Regions from separate parts of the Sus scrofa genome. Here region 2 is linked to region 1. Evidence: chromatin contacts called from public Hi-C data. All regions are on one chromosome and are shown on one strand. Each heading gives the region's core, a stretch centred on a gene start, on an enhancer-like site or on the middle of the called end of the contact. The rest is flanking DNA. Distances are from core to core; before and after follow the strand shown. Region 1 overlaps RBM33 (RNA-binding protein 33). Region 2 holds the start of RBM33 (RNA-binding protein 33).

Region 1 (2,789 bases), core at 197-2,696:
CTGCAGCTGCCCGCCTACACCACAGCCAGAGCAACATCAGATCCAAGCCATGTCAGTGACGTACACCACAGCTCACGGCAACGGCAGATCCTTGACCCACCGAGTGAGACCAGGGATCGAACCTGCGTCCTCATGGATGCTAGTCAGATTCGTTTCTGCTGAGCCACAAGAGGAACTCCCTGTCATTGTATTTTTTAAGAAAAAACCAACTTTTTTTTTTAATTGAGAGAACAATTATTTTCTTTCAAATTAGCACAATGAAAAGCTAATTCTTGGGAGAAACTATAAACCCCAGGGTTATTCCGGTTACCACTAGGAAACAGTCTAGCTATTAATTTCTGGGCTTGGCCGGAAGCATGTTTTGTTCCCCTGCACACACACACAGACACAGACACAAGGTGAACGCGAATCGAGCCAAAGAGAACCCACTCCTGTTTCTTCAGGAGTCCTCTTCCACGTGCACATGCAGTTACAGCACGGACAGCGGTCCCCAAATCGGCAGCCCTCAGCTATGCAAATTTCAAATACTGTCGATTCTAACTAAGACTTTCACAAACCTACTACCTTAACGTAAGGAGATAACTAGTCATCTGTGGATGGCAGATTACGTTCCACTTCAAGAAAGGAAATTCACTCTGAAAGTGAATTTCTCTAGGGTGAGTCCTTTGGATGCGGCAGTGGACGTGGACGTGATTTTAAGCATCTTTTACTTCCTCCAAAACAGATGAGGAGAAAGAAGTCTGGCCTGTCCTAGGCCAAACTTTAAATAGTTTGGTGGGTTATTTCACAAATGATTATCTCTTAATTAATACTATAAAAATGTCTTTTGAGAATAGTTTTTCTTAACTATAAGAGGCACTTCCTGAATTAAGTAAGCCTAGGGAATACTTTTTATCAGCTTAATCTTTACAAAAAATGAGGTCTATAGCCACCAACATTAGCAGGACAAATTTATTTATTACAAATGGTTTAAATGTGTAGATAAAAATGCCTATTGATACTGTCAGGGCGTCCTGCAATTTGACAGATCAAATCTTATTTTCATTCTTAACCCCACGAAGAAGTGACATCAGAGACTCGCATTCACCAGTGAGCAAATTGATTAATCCCTCTCTATAGAAATCTCCACTCTTGATTACACCTATCAGACGTTAAGCGGCATTATTCTAGAGTGACAACACTTGACAAATTCCCCAATCATTTTTCCCAGCCTTTGTGGCCCTGCTAGCTTGTATTAACCCTGATGAAAAATTAATTTTCCTTATCTTCTTCTAAACCCCAAAATCCAAATCCGCCAAACTGGCAACTCTTTCTGTAAAGGTATTATGAAAGCCTCTGAAAGATTAATTGCATGTCTTCAGGTGACATTAAATTAATTTCTGCACTCATGACAGACATCTGATCCTGCGCACTGAGAGGACAGATAACATTGTCGGGATCACAGAAGGACAGCGGCTAGGGTCCCGGGGCAGCCTCTTAGGAATTCTCCTTCGATAAGGGCTACCTCACTGTCACGCCGCTGCTGCCCATCTTCCGGCCCCCAGACCGCACCGAACAGGTTTCTATTAAGCACAACAATGCTGGGCCCAGCCCTGGGATCTTTAGAAAGCTCACTCCGAATCTGGGCAACAAATGATATGCATGCTGTATGACGTTCCTGAAGACACACACTGAAGGCTCTATTCTGTCTTTGAGACTACCATTTAAAGGAAAAAAGGCGAAAGAACACAAACTGGTTAACAGCATTCTTATCCAGGCTCCTAGGTCAGGTCCTGAATTAAACTGCTGCAACATGACACGAGGCAAGAACATTCCACACTCGCCATGTGCATCTATTTCCTGCAGTAATTACCCTTACACACGGCAACATGCAAACCATGTAAGCAGGCCCTCGGATCTAAAATGTTTCCTGTAAAACTCCAGCAATGGGGCCACATGGGTTGAAATGAAACAAAATCCGCGAGGTTAAAGGGACCTTGTAAATGGGCTTCCTGGGAGGGAAAAAAGGGATTCAACTGGCAGGTCCATTTGATTTTTGCCTTATGGTTGTAACACGGTACCATTATTCAGGTGTGCTCTCTTACCATGCTACCTTTCAGAGATGAGCGAGGTTTGGGAAAACCTTTTTTTTTCTTTAAAGGCTGCACCCGTGGCCTAGAGAAGTTCCCGGGGCCAGGAATCTGAGCTGCAGCTGCAAACTGCACTGTAGCTGCAGCAGTCCCAGGATAGAACCTGTGCTTCTGCAGCACCCAAGCTGCTGCAGTCGGATTCCTAACCCACTGCACCACAGCAGGAACTCTCTCTAGGGAAAAAAAAAGTGGGGGGGCAAGGCCTGTGCCCACGGCCTATGGAAAGTCCTGGGCCTGAACCTGTGCCACAGCAGTGACCCGAGCCACAGCAGCAAACACGCTGGATCCTTAACCTGTTGAGCCATCAGGAAACTCTTGGGGAAATCTTTTAAAAGCCAAATGACTCTCAGCCTTTGGAAAAACAAACCGAAGCCCCCTGGCTCTGAGGGGATCTGATACCCCAGGATTCTCCAACCTCTACAGCACAGACCTACCCATCTAGAAAGGAAAGGACTGCTACACGTGAGACTGTGGCTCACCAGGCCAGAGCCCCCATGCAGGGCTGAAGCCCCCCGTTCTGGACAGCAGGAAGCCAGCCCTGGATGAGCAGCTCAGAAGAGCCGACTTTCCAGCACTGAGCGACAAGGCTCCAGCTCTTGGGAGGGGTCCTTGAGAGATGCCTCCAGGCCCACCTGTGCTGGGCCCCTCCGGGCGCCCCCC
Region 2 (2,738 bases), core at 101-2,600, 89 kb after region 1:
TGAGGCCGCCAAAAAGCTTCTGTTTCTGTGGACTGCATTCACTGACATTTGCTTCCTTCGAAAGTAAAAATGAGAAACATGAAAACATAAGAACACATTCCCTCACCCGTCTACACGACAAAGCGTTCACGTGTCACACAGCCTCGGGAAAACTCCTCGATGCTCAGAGGGGTGAAACATGCAAATAACCTTAGCATTAATGAAACCAGTCCTGACCCAGGAGTTTCCAGACTATACTGTGACAAGGATACAAAACCACGACTTTGACCGCCAGAAAGCAACCAACTAAGAAAAGAACACATCTTTTCAAACTTTAACTGGAAAGCTTCAGCTCTAACACGCAAAAGTCATCTGACCAAAAAATAAATAAATAAATAAAAAGTCTACACCAAATCGTACTGCCAGGAGCGACATTGCTGCGTTTGGTCTCATTTTGCCAAAGCAGCGTCTCAAAGTCCTAGGCAGGACTATGGCAACGTGCTCATAAGCAAGCATCACTAAAAAAAAAAAAAAAATACACAAAAGGATGGTTACACGTCTCAATAACGAAAACAACCTCAAATGCTGTCGCGGTTCATACTTTCATCATCTAAGGGGCTCCTTCATCAAAGTTTTCGAACAGTCATACAAGTCACTTTCAAGTGGGTTTTTTTTCCCATTATTAAAAAAAAAAAAAAAAAAAAAAGCCCTCCATCCACAAAATGGGGTTCCAACCAAAAAGTGATTTTACCTGAAATGTGTTTTCACTAAGTACCCTCTCGAACTCATCTACGCTTGGACAACGAAGGAAACACCCAAAGGCACTGCACCGGTATCTAAACCTCTTCGGTCCGGTTCCCACGTCTGCAAGGTGCTGATAACCCAGCACTAGTGGGCTCGTACCCCACGACTGAGGAGCTCCCAGAGCACGAGAGCAGCTCGCGGAGACCGCTCTCTCAGAACCCGTCCTCGGTCTGGCCCGGTTGCGGCACCGGCCTGGAAACCTCCCGGAACCGTCGGGACCACCCTCCCGGGGCCACAGCTGCCCCCCACCCAGGCCGGCGCCCCGCCTCCGGTGGGCCTGGCGCTTGGCGACGCCAGGGCGGCGGGCACGCCGAGGCCCGACCCCCGCCCGCCTCTCAGGGGACCAGACCCCCGACGGCCAGGAGCGGCCCCCGGAACCCCCACCGCCACAGCCGCCTCCCGCGCGGCGCCGCCTCCCTTACCTCCGGCGCCGGCTCCTCCGCCCGCTCCCAGGGCGGTCGCCATGGTGTGCACTGGGCCCGGCCTTCAGCCTCGCCCCACCAAGCCAGCCGGGGCCCGGGGACGCGCAGGGAGGACGGGGGGCGGCGGGCCGGGGCGGCGGGCCGGGCCGGGGGCGCGGGGGGCGGCGCGGCCGGCGGGTCGCGGGCCCCTCCGGCCTGCTCCTCCGCAGGAAGAAAACAACAAACTATCGCAACATGGCCGCCGGCTCGGCCCGCCGCCGAGGTGCACGCCGGGATGATGGCGGCCGGGAGGCACCGGCGCGGGGCCTCCCCTGCAGGCCGCGGCGGCTCCGAGCCGCCTCCGAGGGACGCAGGCCGAGGGCGGAAGGCAAACACACCAGCGGCCGCCTCGTTCCGCTCCAGAAACCCCAATGTTTGAAGGGGGCGGGGGCGGCGGCCCGCCGTAGTTCGGCCCCGGGCTCTGTCGTGAGTCGCTTTGCAGCAGTTGGCGCCGAGCTTTACGGCCGGCGGAGGTCCCGTTGGAAGAGTGAGGGAGGAGATCCCGCGCCCGGTAATGGGGCCGGAGCTTGCTTTCTGTGTCTGGACTGTGCGGCGCGCGGCGGGGGGCGGAGTAAACTGCGCTGCGGGCTGACAGCGGGGACGAGCACGCCGTGGGGGTGGTGCCGGGCATGCGCACTGGGGGGTCTGCGGCGGAGGCAGGTGCGCTGAGCGGGTGCGGCCGGAACGGCCGCCGTAGCGACATGTGCGCGAGAGGTAGCGTTTGAGCCGCAAGACTTGTCCACAGCGGGATGCTAACAAGTGACCTTAAGGGAAGGGTCCTGGGAGATAAGAGTTGTAGAAGGCTGAGGGATGCTTGGGATCAGGCATCCGAAGGCGACTTCTGACTTGTTGGCAGTTGGGGACGGGGAAGACCGGTGCGGATGTAATGAGGCCTTTAAGAACACGCAAGCTGCAAAGGTTGCTTCAGTAACAATGAATGTAGGGCTTATGGGGAAAGGAAAGGGTGGAAAGAGAAGGCTGAGCAAAGACCTTGGCTCGGAGGTGTCAAAGGACTTCTTAGGATTCCAGAATTGCAAGTGGCACAGGGGAGCGCTGCACTGTTAGTGGAAAAGAATAATTTCAGGTGGAAAAGCCTCTGAAACACCTTAACTGAAGGAAGTAAAAATTTTCAGGAATGGGGTAAATCTGAATTGTGTGCCACCGGAAAGGATGCAGTAAGAAGAAACAGCATCGCTTCTGTGATAAAATCCTGTCACAGATACCTCACTGAGTCTAATCTCGAAAAAGTAAGGACCAAAAAAATGGGGGACATACCACAAAACAGTTGGCCTTTAATCTTCGAGTGTCAAAATTATGAAAGCCAAACCAGAGGACGTGTTTCAGACTGAAGAAGAAAAGGCATGACCGGAGTTCCTGTCGTGGGACATCGAAAAGGAAACTGACTAGGAACCATGAGGTTTTGGGTTCGATCCCTGGCCGGATTAAGGATCTGGTGTTGCCATGAGCTGTGGTGTAGGTCGCAGATGCAGCTCG

What was found. Hi-C and Micro-C count contacts between places; a contact is called where the count stands out from the background.
Region 2: a Hi-C map of skeletal muscle shows a contact between it and region 1, with 3 times the contacts expected there. The contact joins the promoter of RBM33 here to the enhancer-like site in region 1. A contact is called at or near these places in 2 of 5 promoter capture datasets (fetal liver and liver), 26 of 47 Hi-C or Micro-C datasets (adipose tissue, alveolar macrophages, blood and 14 more) and 2 of 2 datasets of contacts at active chromatin or transcription factors (alveolar macrophages and skeletal muscle).

Annotation. Positions count from the first base shown.
Region 1 is chr18:2,585,930-2,588,718 of Sscrofa11.1, forward strand. The region is part of intron 16 of RBM33 (RNA-binding protein 33); the gene reads right to left. Among named protein-coding and RNA genes, the nearest start is that of SHH, 41 kb to the left of the region's middle. Within about 2 kb of position 1,447, at least 1 of the 83 cell types and tissues checked has an H3K27ac peak or open chromatin away from gene starts, as enhancers often do. A contact at or near this core is called in skeletal muscle, where this site is marked.
Region 2 is chr18:2,674,854-2,677,591 of Sscrofa11.1, forward strand. RBM33 (RNA-binding protein 33) reads right to left here and starts at 1,351. Exons shown (of 20, transcript XM_021079037.1): 1 at 1,206-1,351. The coding sequence starts at 1,248.